2 separate regions of the Mus musculus genome follow, and region 2 is linked to region 1. A link is a contact called in public HiChIP or PLAC-seq data. All regions are on one chromosome and are shown on one strand. Each heading gives the region's core, a stretch centred on a gene start, on an enhancer-like site or on the middle of the called end of the contact. The rest is flanking DNA. Distances are from core to core; before and after follow the strand shown. Region 1 has its middle 17 kb from the start of Fam117b. Region 2 overlaps Nbeal1 (neurobeachin like 1).

Region 1 (7,216 bases), core at 2,366-4,865:
TGAACAGTTTGACCAAACGCATGAGAAGACTAAACTGCTCACCTTTGACCCAGTCAGCCTTGTATAGACCTGCATTCCAAAGATAAACAAATAAATAAATTGGATGTGTGCTCAGAGAGTCAAATACAAAGGTTCTCCAATTGGAAAAACACTAGAAAGAGCCTCTACAATGCTAGTTAACTAGGCCACCATATTAAAGCACCGTGGGCTATAGGGTTTAAACAACAGACATTTTTCCCTCACAGTTAGGAGTCCAAACTCTCAGCACAACTTGGTTCTGGGGCTCAAAGAGGATATTTGGGCTTCATGCATGCCAGGCAAGCACTTTACAACTGGACTGCATCCCTAGACCTTCTGTCTTAGAAGTGTCTTTTACTATGAAGAGACACATGACCATGGCAGCCATTATCAAGGAAAACATTTAGTTGGGGCTGGCTTACAGCTCAGAGGTTGCCCTGGCATGAAGCATGGCATCATGCAGGCAGACATGGTGCTGGAGAAGGAGCTGAAGAGCTCTACATTCTGAAGGCAGCAGGAAAAGAGAGAGAGCCGCTAGGGCTGGCTTGAACTTCTGACACCTCCGAGCCCACCCCCAGTGACACACTTCCTCCAACAAGGCCACACCTACTCCAATAAGGCCGTACCACCAATAATGCTACTCCTTATGAGTCTATGGAAGCCATTTTCATTCAGACCACCAGACCTTCCTTTATGGATTTTTAAAAAGATTTAATACACACACACACACAAACACTGTAGCTGTACAGATAGTTGTGAGCCTTCATGTGGTTGTTGGAAATTGAATTTAAGATCTCTGCTTGCTCCGGTCAACCCTGCTCGCTCAGGTTGCCCCTCTCGCTCAGTCCCTGCTCACTCTGGTCCACAGGTTTATTTATTATTATAATTAAGTACACTGTAGCTGTCTTCAGACATACCAGAAGAGGGCGTCAGATCTCATTACACGTGCTTGTGAGCCACCATGTTGTTTCTGGGATTTGAGCTCAGGACCTTCAGAAAAGCAGTTAGTGTTCTTACCCGTTAAGCCATCTCACCAGCCCCTTTATGGATTTTTTTTAAAGGTGTATTTTTATGATTTTATTATGTATGTATATCTCTGCATGGATATCCGCTCATTTGTAACGTGTGAGCCAGAGCAACCCTTCCCCCCAAGTTAATCAGTGTTTTATCACAGCAGTGGAGAAGCTAATTAGAACAACAGCTTACAGAAGGTAGTTCTCTCCTTCCACCAGGTGGGTGCCAGACCCAGCTCAGCTCATCAGGTTTGGAGGCAAGCACTTTCACTAACAGTATCTTCTCACCAGCCCACAGCAGTAGGTGGACAGAGCATCGTGCTGCTAGATGCACACTTCTGATCCCAGCAGTCAGGAAACAGACAAAGGTGGATCTCTTTGAGTTCAAGGCAAACTTGGTCAAGTTCTAGGGGAGCCAGAGCTATAGAGCAAGACCCTGTCTGAAAATAAAGGGGTCCAGGCTGGATATGTCTCACAGAGCATCTTCCAGAGCCTGAGCTCAGCTTCCAGCCTTGCAAAGAATAAGGTAGCAATGATGACTATAAAACAGTTACAGAGATCTCAGGCTAGCAAAACCTGGTCAGTAGGCTGTGGGTAATATTTGAGAAATGTAGTTGTTTGGAAGACAGGATGAGCAAGACCAGAGGTAATGAAGGATCACTGCGCTGAGTGGGGGTGGGGTGGGGATGAAGGAAAGTTTTTGAGTGTTTGTTAATGACACAGAGGGGGCTGTGAATGTGAGATACTAAAAGATCCTTTCAGAACTCATGTTCAGATTAAAGGTTTTCCCATACTAGTACTTTGTCCGACGTCTCTTTCCCATCCTCTGTACATAGCAAATCATTATGACCCACAGGCCAGCCTTGTGCCTTCAGTGTCCCAGACTGACACTTCCATGGAGGTCTTTGCTTTTTACAGCAGAAAAACGTTCACGAATTCCAGGGTCCTAGCAGTTTGCTCCGATCCAAGGCCAAACTTGAGGTAACAAATAAGAATATCCTCTTGATTACATGGACCTTGCCTCGTCTGACCTTTACCAGGAAGCATGAAGTTGGAATGCTGTCAGGCAAGCTTCTAGAATGGCCCCTCAGCCCACTACTTACGGTTGGGAAGTAAGGGTATTGAAACCAGGGTGTTGCCACCTAAGCTTGTCTTAGCAAAACCCTTTTGAACAGATGGCTTTCACTTGCTCTTTGGTCAGACCTGCAAAACACTGAGATAAGGCATTATCTTGGTTACAGAAAACCTCTCAGAGGTCTCTCAGCTGACAGCGCCTACAGCACTTGAGCCACATCTTTCTTTTTGTCTTTAGAACCCTGGGTTTGGCGGAGTGCAGGCAGCTAATTGATATTGGTTTGAATGACTTCATAACCAGCTACCTCCTTGTGGATCAGTTAATATACACCTGTTACTAATTTGGGGTTCAATTCTCTTCAGGTTGTAAGGCTTGAATGTGACTCTAATATTGTCCTCATTGATTAGGGATGAAAAAGACATGAGCAGTTATTGAGTCTACAGTAGCTTCCTTTTGGCAATGGAGAAACCAAGGCTCACATTTGTTAAATAGTTTTTCAAACAGATGGAAGAATCCATGACCCGATAATGTCTCATCTGCTTTAAATGCCCCAAGGCCTTAAGAAGGCAGTTTCCAATTTCTATTCTACTATGTTCTTTTCCTCTCCCTCTGATGGTTCCCTCCTTCTGAGTACCTTGCTTGGGCACACACATCCTCTAATATTTGTTTTATTTTATTTACTGGGCATTGAACTAGGGCACTTTGCCTGTGACCTCTAACCCTGGTTGAGCTGGGTGAGACCCCTAACCCAGGTTAAAGGCCCTTTTCTGCTCAGTAGACACACTGACATTTCAGGGCCTCCTTTTCTGTTGTGTGGGTCCCAGGGCCCAAACACAGGGCCTCGGACTTGCTGGTGAGCATCTCTCGCACTGAGTGAGCTGCTAGCTCACTGGCCTTCTTGTAAAATACAGTACTTGCTCTATGTGAACTCCAAAATGGCTTTGCCTCTGAAATCCTATGATTGCACCCTGAGAACTGGAAAGGATATAAAATTTTACCCTTTTAAAGTCAAAGTGACACCCTCCTGCCCTGCAGAATTAATTCATCCTTTTGGTATTTGTGTGATGTCCCTTTCTGTTGTTTGATATAAGTGGAATGATTTGGCTCTCATTTCAATGGTTTCAATGGTTGTTTTCCATCTGCCATATACCCAAGAAGTAATTTGCACAATGGTTAATTATTGTTTTCCATTTGTCATGCTACCCAAAAGGAACTGCAGAATGGCCCAAGGTGGTGTGACTCAGCTCCTTCGGGCCCCTTTTCAGGTGTTCTTTTGAAGATCCCAGGCCACCTCCCTCATACCATCCACCCAGGTCTGATCTTCCTTTGCTTCTCATAGAATTGGGAGAAGGGTCACAGGATCCTGAGCTCAGGAAGGGGAGATGCCCGGGAAAGGGAAAGCTGCCAGGTGCTAACTCAGCTCAGGCACAGGCCACGAGTCACTTAAGACCTCTCGAATCTCTGCTCAGTGGGGTTACTAAATTTGCACTGTCTCTGCAGAGTCCTCTAGACGTCTCTTGGCAGCTTGCCCTTTGCCACTTCCCATTCTTCATGCCTACACACCCAGGAGTGGAGGAGAGTCAAGAGATCAGCTTTCTGGCTCCCCCTGAAAGGATGCCCTGTTTGGCAGAGGCAGAGACAAAACCTGCCTGGTTTTGAAAATTGCCCTTATGTGCAAAGCTGCAGGCTGTAGAATTACCTGTGACCTGAACTTAAAGGAACATGGATTGTCTTAGTTAGGGTTTTACTGCTGTAAACAGACACCATGACCACAGCAACTCTTATAAAGGACAACATTTAATTGGGGCTAGTTTCCAAGGTTCAGAGGTTCACTCTATTATGATTATGGCAGGAAGCATGGCAGCATCTAGGCAGGCATGATGTTGGAGGAGCTGAGAGTTCTACCTCTTGTTCCAAGGGCAGCTAAAAGACTGGCTTCTTCCTGGTTAGGAGGATGGTCTCATTGCCCATGCCCACAGTGACATACTTCCTCCAACAAGGCCAAACCTACTCCAACAAGGTACCTCCTAATAGTGCCACTCCCTGGGCCAGGCATATTCAAACCACTCAATGGACACAGCCTTGGATTACTTTACCCAAAACAGGCTTTCTGATTCTCCATAGGCTGCTCACACTATCAGTCACTCATCAGCACTGTGAAGCACTTGTTTTAAGCATGAAGATAAGGTAGAAGAGGAAGAGAAGTCAGGATCTCTGACCTTGAGTACGAAAAGACTAAGGTCTAGAGAGAACACAGAGAGATACTAAATAACATACAAACACACACACAATAAGGAAATAAAGAGACTTTGCAGATGTGTGCAGGTGCTAAGTGGCATGATCAGATCTTGGGTGGAGTCCATCAAAGAGGATGTGTTGCAAGAATAGCTCCTGCAGATTTATTTGAATATATAAATGTAAGGAACCAAGGACATTTATTATTATTTTATTATTATTATTACCATTCTTTTGTTTGTTAGTTTTGTGTGAGGCAAGGTTTCTCTATATAGCCCTGGCTGCCCTGGAACTTGCTTTGTAGACTGGGCTGGTCTTAAACTCAGATATCTCTCTGTCTCTGCTGGGATTAAAGGGGTGGGCCACCACCACCCATTAAAGGCATTTTTAAAAGTTGAAATGATTAAAGAAAGCCCTGTTGTGCCATAGTCTAGAAAGACAAATGGCAGACACTAAAGAGTACACGGTAAATTAAATATGAAAAGAGTCATGAATAGAAAGAAACAATGAAGCTACCCCATGAAATCTATAAGGCACACCTGAGCAGCATGCTAAGGCATGTAGTCATGATGGGTGAGAGTGTGTGTGTGTGTGTGTGTGTGTGTGTGTGTGTGTAGGGGGTTCCTGAGCTTGGAGGACATATGAGTTTATCTGTGGGTATGCCACCTGCCTGCTGTATGGAAACTCCCAAGGGAAGATCAGTAGCAGAGCCCAGGTTAGAACTGCAGCTGTGGAGATGGTGCAGAGATGGACCAGTGAGCAAGGCTTCATGAGGCCCAGAGCCAGAGAAGCCAACATACACGAGTGCTTACTATGTGACAAGCTTAAGCTTGTCCCATGAATTAAAGAGCTAGACCTCAGTGGAACCCTGGGAGAAGCTGTGTGACTGGCTCCAGATTATGTAGTAAGCAAGACAATGGCATTGAACCCAGGCTCCGCAGCTCCAAGTCACTTAGTTACTGTGCCAAGCTCCCCTGCTGACATCAAAAGGGCAAGAGTGGAAAACAGAAGTTGAGAGAATGATCTCTAGAACCAGGTGTTTCTGACAATTTCTGGTGTTTTCTATACACTCAGGACAATCCAGTTAAAAATTGACTTTCCCTTTTTCTCATCCATAAAAAATGGTAAAAGCAGCAACTGAATAGGGTTTCTGTGATGGGAAGATATGGGACGATGTGGGGAGTGTGGGTGGTGTGGGTGGTACTCAGCCAAGAGTTCAATAAAGGTTAACTACCAACGGAACTGCTAGCATCATCCTGGGCTTTAGAGGCTGAAGTCCTGGCAGCAGACTTTTATTACTGCCAGAGTAAGAAGGGAGCCAGGTGTGGTGGTGCACACCTGTGATTTCAGCAGTTAGGAGGTAGGCACAAGAGGGCCGGGAGTTCAGGGCCATTCTCAACTACATAGTGACTTTAAGAGCAGCCTATACTATGTGAGACAATCACCAAAACCAACATATCCCAAACATATACATCACACCACACACCACACACACACACACACACACCACACACACCACACACACCACACACACACACATACACACACACACATATACCACACACCACACACCACACACACACACACACACACACACACCACACACCACACACACACACACACACACACACACTAGTATGATAGGAGTATTATAGTATTATATACATCACGCCACACACACACACACACACACACACACACACCACACCACACACACACACACACACACACACACCACACACACCACACACACACATACCACACACACCACACATACACCACACACACACACACACACACACACATACACACACATACACACCCACTAGTAGGATAGGAGTATTATAGGCCAGAGGACTGCTACTCCAGTGATAATCTTCTCCCTAGAGAGTTGCAAAAAGAAGCCATTATGCCCTTAGCAATTATAGCTACTTAGGGGCTGAATCAAACAAAACCTTAGTTTTCTAAATACACAATCTTGATTAGGCCTTTGTTTCCAGTAAAAAGGGAGGAGTGATAAAGGGGGGACCAACTATAGTTTGTTCATCCCCCCCACCCCCAAGATAGGGTCTCATTGTATAGCCAAACTTATCCTCAAATGGAATAAGTTTTTGTTTTTCAGGCTGACCTCAAACTCAAAGCAGTCCTCCTGCCTCAGGCTCCTGAATGCTGCACACAATCTTTTTTATTCTTGTGCCAGGGACCTAAGTCACCCCACTGAGTACCATAGCTCAGGTCATTTCCTCAACTGACAATGAACAGCAGAGACAGGGCTAAGGTATGTATACTTACCATACGTCACAGGAAGCAGTGATCTGGTACTCTGCCGGTTGAATTAATTCTGTGTTCTGATTAAGTGATATTAAGACAGGGGATATAAAGGACAGGGCCCCCACAAGATGGCTCAGCTGGTAAAGGCACCTCCCACCAAACTTGACAATCTAAGTCTGAATCCCAGGACCTGTATGGTAGAAGGAAAATACTAATTCCCACAAGTTGTTCTGTTCCCTCTACACACATGCCCTGGCATACCTATACAACACACTACACACCCACCCAACCACACACACACACACACACACACACACACACACACACACACAGGAAGACAGTACAGGACCTAGGTAAGCATGGTAGCATATACTGTACATCACAGCAGAGGTAGAAAAATTACTGCAAGGTCAAAAGCCAGCTTGGTCAATATAGCTGGTTCCAAGCAAGCTAGGGCAACATCCTAAAAGTCTGTCTGAAAAAACAAATAGTTCTAATCATTAGTGAATGCAGTGATCGTAGAGCTCTGAACAGCCTTCACTCACACACACTTATCGGCAGTGTAAAGAACAGAGTACATTATAGAAGCGCAATGCTGTTGAAT
Region 2 (7,216 bases), core at 1,755-4,254, 340 kb after region 1:
TTTGTCTGTGTAATTCCTTCCATGATCATTTTGTTCCCCATTCTAAGGAGGAACAAAGTATCTACACTTTGGTCTTTCTTCTTCTTAAGTTTCATGTGTTTTGCAAATTGTATCTTGGGTAGTCTTAAGTTTCTGGGCTAATATCCACTTATCAGTGAGTACATATCATTTGAGTTCTTTTGTGATTGGGTTACCTCACTCAGGATGATGCCCTCCAGGTCCATCCATTTGCCTAAGAATTTCATAAATTCATTGTTTTTAATAGCTGAGTAGTACTCCATTGTGTAAATGTACCACATTTTCTGTATCCATTCCTCTGTTGAGGGACATCCGGGTTCTTTCCAGCTTCTGGCTATTATAAATAAGGCTGCTATGAACATAGTGGAACAGGTGTCCTTATTACCAGTTGGAGTATCTTCTGGATATATGCCCAGGAGAGGTATTGCAGGATCCTCCGGTAGTACTGTGTCCAATTTTCTGAGAAACCGCCAGACTGATTTCCAGAGTGGTTGCACAAGCTTGCAATCCTACTAGCAATGGAGGAGTGTTCCTCTTTCACCACATCCTCGCCAGCTGTCACCTTAATTTTTTATCTTAGCCATTCTGACTGGTGTGAGCATTGTTGTAAACCTAATGTAGAGCCATTGAGCTATGCCCCTAGTTCTTGTTGTTTAACTTGGGTCTCAGAATATAGCTCAGGGTGGCCCTGAACACTCAAACCTTCTTTATTTAACTCTCCAGTTCTAGGCCACCACAGGAATCAGAAATTTAATCTAGCTTCTTTTTTTTTTTTTTATTTGAGTCATACTTCTATGTAATAATAGACCCTGTCTTATAGGTGCTGGGGAGGAGAGGGTAGAACAGGACAGGATGACAGACAGACAGAGAAGATGAAGGTAAAGGAAGTGTCATATAGCTTAGTCTGAAGAAAACAGTTCTATAAACCAGTTGTTTCTAATTTCACTTTCTTTGATGGACTTTTGTATCATTATTATTATTATTATTATTATAGAAGAACATAGAATCTGTTTTAAGATGGACATTTTCAGGTTCAAGGGCATGTCTATTATCCCAGTTCCTGAGATACATGAGACAGATAGAAGGTTTACAATTTTAAGGTCAGCTTAGATAGCATAGATAGCATAGAAAGCCCCTGTTACAAAAGAGAGAGAAGGATGAATATAGATAGACATAGATAATAAAGAGAACAAAACTCATTTCATAATTTATGTATCTTATGTTAGTTTAAATAAGTATTCAACATTTAATATTTCAACAAATTTAGTCATTGAAAATGTGCTTTAATATATTGTTTTACTCTCTAGGAAGTATTTAAAGAAAGAATTGGCTATATGCACATGTTTGAGGTATTAAAATCTTTGGGCCAGCCACCACAAGAATTGCTTAAAGAACTTATGAACATGGTGAGTTTTTAACCTTTCTGATGAGAAGTTCTACTCTCTCCACTTTAGGAATAATAACTACCGTCTCCTCTGTGTTACTTTTCAGGCTGTTGAGGGTGATCACACTTCAGTTGGCATTTTGGGCATTAGTAATGTCCAACCTCTCTTGGTTCTTATCCAGTGGCTTCCGGAGCTAGAATCTCATGACCTGCAAATCTTTGTCTCTGATTGGCTGAAAAAAATTTGTTGCATTAATAAGCAGAGCAGAACTACCTGTGTGAATGCAAACATGGGAATAAAAATCATTGAAGCCCTTGAATCCCATTCTTCCCTACATCGAACTTGTGCTGAGAACTTGATTGCAATCCATGGTTCATTGGGGAGTCAGTCTGTGAGCTCAGAAGAAATCCGTCGGCTTCTGCGACTGCTGAGAGTAGATGAATCAGAGTGTATTCACCCATATACCATTCCTGTGACTCGTGCAGTCCTGACAATGGCACGGAAACTCAGTTTTGAGAGTGCACTGCAGTATTTTAATTTGTCACATAGCATGGCCGGAATTTCTGTGCCTGCTATTCAGAGATGGCCTGGGTCTGCATTTTCCTTCACTGCTTGGTTTTGCTTAGATCAGGATCCGTTGACCCTTGGGAGTGCCAACAAAGGAGGAAAAAGAAAACAATTATATAGGTAATGGTATAAGTTGTGGAATACAGATGAATATTGTCATGTAGTATATGCTATGATTCATGAATAGGAAAAAGTAAGCATCTAGGTTTTAAAATTTATAACAGTTGATGTGAAAATTTTTCATTTTGTGGCTGTATAGTTTAGAGGTGCTTCATTGCTTTCAAAATATTCTGTATTTTAGATATTTTTCTGACTATATACTGAGTGCCTGTAGGAAAAAAATAGAAGTAGTATAAAAGTGGAGAAGAAAGGAGTAGTAAACTCTGCCCCATTGAAGGAGTTATAGATTTTAACATGCTTTATGGTCTTAAAAACTTTTATGTACACTTTCTGAATGTTCAGAAGAATTTAAATATTTGAAAATTTAGTTTTGCTCTAGTTCAGTGGTTCTCAACCTGTGGTTTGCAACCCCTTTAGGGAAATCTATTTGACCAATTCACAGGTTCCTAAGACCATCAGAAAACATGGATTTTCACGTTATGATTCAGAAGTAGCAAAATTACAGTTGTAAAGTAGCAGCAAAAATAATTTTATAGGTGGGGGTCAGCAAGACATGAGGAACTGTATTAAAGGGTTGCTGCATTAGCAAGGTTGGGGACCACTGCTTTAGCTTGATAGTGAATCCCATTTACAGTATTACCTTTTATAATTTATTAACCTTTATGCCCAAAATGGATTTAAAAATGACAAGGTTGGGCTGCTGAATTAAGTAGCAACATTGTTGATAATGATATTTGTGATTGCTTTATGGTTAATAATGATGGGCTTCAAGTTGATCTCGGAGGTTCTGAGAACATGTATTTTGTTAGCTTTTTTACAGGAAGTGGAATGGGTTTTGAAGCTTTCATTACCCACTCAGGTGTGCTGGTTGTGGCAGTGTGCACAAAGAGAGAGTACGCGACAGTTATGCTTCCTGACCACAGCTTCTGTGATTCTCTCTGGGTGAGACTTGAGGATGCCACCTCAGACTCTCGGCTCTGTTTTGTCTTTAAGATGTATAACAGTTGGATGTCTCTTTATGAGGAACTTTGATCAGCTTTGCCAGTTTTCATTTCCACATGAAAATTGTGAAAGTTGTGAAGTTCTCTCTATAAAGATGTTAGTGTATTTACCATTGTCATTAAAGTAACAATAATATTTTTTGCTGAAACTTATATTGTGAATCTTTGAAGATTTCCTAGGCTGGTTTTTGAATTTCAATTCAAAATGAAAAGTGAGATTGTTAAACCAGTTATCTCTGTTGCTTATCTAAAAATCATAAAATGCTTCTCATTGAAAAAGATAATTTTAAGAATATTTAAAGCATTATAAAGTGCAGACAAGACTATAATATTTGTGAGTCTTTTGGCAATGGCTTGGTTTTTTTTTTGTAGTACTTAAAATTGTTACTTGTTTTGGGAATGTCATTGAATCAGTTTTTTAGCTGTCCTTAATATTTTGTTTATATAAGTTATGAAGTAATATTCTTTAAGCATATGTCATTGCAAAGGCACAGTGTGATTTTAGTCCTTTTAATGTATGCTTTTCATTGTCAGCATAACATAACCATCGTTCACATGCCTGGAAAAAGGCCCTTTGGCCAGAGTCTTGTCTATATCTATGACAATGGACAACAAAAGGTTTCTGCCCCTCTCAGATTTCCTGCCATGAATGAGGTGAGTACATGTACCTTACTCTTTATAGGCCTATTGACTGAAAAAAATCCCGAAAATATTTATGAAATATATTCCATTTTTTGCCTAATATTTTGAATTGTGTTGTATGTTAAGATACAGAAAATTGGTATTCATTTCTCTTAGTCTGCCATTAGATAATTTCAGATGTTATGTGGAAAAAAAACAATTCAAGAAAGAAACATATAATGAAAGGTTTGGAGAAGTAGGTTCAGCAAAGCCAAAGACCAAAGTATCATAAAATACAAAACAAAACGCCCAGACTTCTTTAAAGTATATAAAATGGTTAAGAAAATTCTACAATACTGCTGGGCGTGGTGGCGCACGCCTTTAATCCCAGCACTCTGGAGGCAGAGGCAGGTGGATTTCTGAGTTCCAGGCCAGCCTGGTCTACAAAGTGACTTCCAGGACAGCCAGGGCTACACAGAGAAACCCTGTCTCGAAAAAACAAAAAAACAAAAAAAACAAAAAAAGAAAATTCTACAATAGACTTTGCTATCTGTTAAATTTGAACTGGTGATGAAGTTATCTCAAGCTTTATTCTCCACATAGGTAAAGAAGGCATTTTGAGACTGGCCAATTTAAGACAGTCTTTTCTAAGACTAGTAGGACAAATTAGGGTGTTTGTCAATAAGATTTACCTGATAGTTTCTTGCTTCATCTCTTAAGTAGCCTTTAATTAACATTATTCTGTTACATAATACTAATGATAAATTTTGTGTGGGAAAGTAATTACCTCTATTTTAGATAACAGTAAACCTCTTTTAACTTTTAAAAAATAATCCTCACCAATTAAAAAAAAGGACTCATTCGAAAAAGACATATTCTTTTATGACTAAAAGTATATGTATATATTCTTAAAAGTAATGTATATATTCTTTTGCTAAAAGTAACTTTGACAGTCATGCCTTAGGTATATACTTGCCTAAATATGTCATGATCTAGTTGAAAAATTAGCTTCACTTTTATTTTAATGTGCTTATTTGCATAGTTTTATATATACTATTTCATCTTATTTTCACTTTATTTTAAAGTTCATTTATTTATTTTCACATTGCTGGATATCAAACCCAAGCTTCACACATCTTAGACAAGTATTTCACCATGGAGCTACATGTACAGCTCCATAGTGTTTAATTTCATTGTTGCTTTGTGGTGTTTGAGATAGGCCCTCACGATGCAGCTCATGCCGGTTTTGCCATGACCCTCCCCAGTCCTGGAACTATTACCTGTGTGTCACCTAGCCCAGATTTGTGCTGTTTACTTTTAAATGTGAAGAGAATTATTTTAAAATTGTGTGATTTTAAGTTCTTTTTGTCATTTTGTTTAATCTTTAGCCATTTACTTCCTGTTGTATTGGTTCAGCTGGGCAAAGAACCACTACTCCTCCACCATCTCAAATCCCAGATCCACCATTTTCTACTCCCATTACCCCTCACCGGACATCATTTGGTGGAATATTGTCATCAGCCTCCTGGGGAGGAACAATTGAAAAATCGAAATTGTTTACCAAATTAATTTCAGCTGGAACCCAAGATAGTGAATGGGGTTGTCCCACGTCTCTGGAGGGCCAGCTAGGATCTGTGATTATATTCCATGAAGCTCTGCAGCCTCCTCAGGTCAAGGCTTTGTATTTAGCAGGTGAGCATGCACAGCCACAGTATTTAGCATTGTCTTTTTCTTCGCGTTTTTACCTGAATGTTTCCTAAAGAGTTACTTGATTTGAAGAATGTGTTTTGTTCATTCATTCATTCATTCATTCACTCACATTTTGGGAATCTACCACATATAAAGGAAGTAATCTAAGTACTGAACTATATTACAGACCTGTGATTGTTTTAATTGGAACTGAAAAGAAAAGCCTGTTTTATAATATACTTTTTTTGTAGGAATGCCTAAAACAAGGGTGTGCTGTGTATACCTTTGTAAGTTCATGAGCACCATGTGTATACACATAGACAGGTGAGGGGGTATCTGGTCCCATACAGTTCAGAGCTGTTTCATCTGGGTGCTGGGAACTGAACCCAGATCATCTGCAAAGAGTACTATACACATTCTTAACCACTGGGCCATCTCTCCAGGCCCATTTTGAGTGATCATTAAATTTTTAAAAAAGTTTTATATTTAACGTATATGCATATACTGTCGCTCTCTTCAGACACACCACAAGAGGGCATCAGATCCCATTACAGGGGGTTATGAGCCTCTATATGGTTTCTGGGAATTGAACTCAGGACTTCTGGAAGAACAGTCAGTGCTCTTAATTGCTGAGCCATCTCTTAAGTATTGATATTTAAATTTCTTAAGTATCAAAACTACTGCCTGTGTTAGTCTCCCAGGATTGCCATAATCAACTTCTAGACTCTGTCTTTAATCACCAAAGTTTATTTTCTTTTTTTTTTTTAAAAGATTTATTTATTTATTATATGTAAGTACACTGTAGCTGTCTTCAGACACTCCAGAAGAGGGCGTCAGATCTTGTTACAGATGGTTGTGAGCCACCATGTGGTTCCTGGGATTTGAACTCCGGACCTTCGGAAGAGCAGTCGGGTGCTCTTACCCACTGAGCCATCTCAGCAGCCCCAAAGTTTATTTTCTTAACATTTCTGGAGGGTAAAAGTTCAAGATTAAGGTAATATAAATATCATTTTCTAGTGAGGCTTCTCTTTGCTTTAGGCAGCCCCTTTTTTACTGTAAGCTCAGTATGAACTTTCATACTTTTTCTCACTGCGCATATAGAGAAAAAGAACAGACCTCTTTTTAGTGTTTCTTCCTTTTCTTATGAGGGGCTCTGTCTGATTAGGATCCATTCTTAAGACATAATTTATTTTTAATTTTTTGTTTAAAGACTATAATTATAATAGTCACATTGGAAAGTATATTTTTAGTGTAACTTTAGGTCAGTCACTTCCATAACACTTTAAGTACTTTAGAAAGATGCTAATGAGTTGATGAAATCACATATAAACCTACCTACATAAGAAATTATGTAATTCAAAAATTCTGAGTCTTTCCCTAGAATTTGTCAGTCTTATGATTTATTTATTAATATACCTAAAAAAATTTTGAAGGCAGTACAGATAGGTATAGTATTGTAAATGTTCTTGTTTTGTTATTTTCTTTTGACTGTGATTTTGAATATAATATATTAGTTACTATTAGTCCTAACATTTCTGTTTTATAGCTGTATTTTATCAGAATATTCTGAATTAAAAAATTTAAGAGTCATGGACATTAATTTTGCAGAGAGCCTGTTTTTCATAAAGACACCCTGTTCAGACTGCATAGGAGTTTTGAGATGAATAGAACTATCTGGATTTTTCAGAGTTTAAATTAGAACATTATCATTTCTTTGACACTCACTGAGTATTCAAATGTGTGGTTTCCAAGCCAAGTAAGTGTGTGGTTAGAAATGAGTCATTTAGTGCAGCATTTGTGGCTATATAGTATACA

Evidence for each region. HiChIP or PLAC-seq counts read pairs in DNA pulled down with a chosen protein or histone mark.
Region 2: a contact with region 1 is called in an H3K27ac HiChIP or PLAC-seq map of T-cell acute lymphoblastic leukemia, with 4 times the contacts expected there. The contact joins two enhancer-like sites. A contact is called at or near these places in 1 of 115 datasets of contacts at active chromatin or transcription factors (T-cell acute lymphoblastic leukemia) and 2 of 9 other capture datasets (liver and pancreatic islet).

The regions. Positions count from the first base shown.
Region 1 is chr1:59,892,031-59,899,246 of GRCm38.p6, forward strand. No RefSeq gene overlaps it. Among named protein-coding and RNA genes, the nearest start is that of Fam117b, 17 kb to the right of the region's middle. Within about 2 kb of position 3,616, at least 77 of the 459 cell types and tissues checked have an H3K27ac peak or open chromatin away from gene starts, as enhancers often do. A contact at or near this core is called in T-cell acute lymphoblastic leukemia, where this site is marked.
Region 2 is chr1:60,233,472-60,240,687 of GRCm38.p6, forward strand. It overlaps Nbeal1 (neurobeachin like 1), which reads left to right. Exons shown (of 55, transcript NM_173444.2): 12 at 1,326-1,424; 13 at 1,510-2,090; 14 at 2,900-3,032; 15 at 3,626-3,745; 16 at 5,101-5,404. Among named protein-coding and RNA genes, the nearest start is that of Nbeal1, 56 kb to the left of the region's middle. Within about 2 kb of position 3,005, at least 18 of the 459 cell types and tissues checked have an H3K27ac peak or open chromatin away from gene starts, as enhancers often do. A contact at or near this core is called in T-cell acute lymphoblastic leukemia, where this site is marked.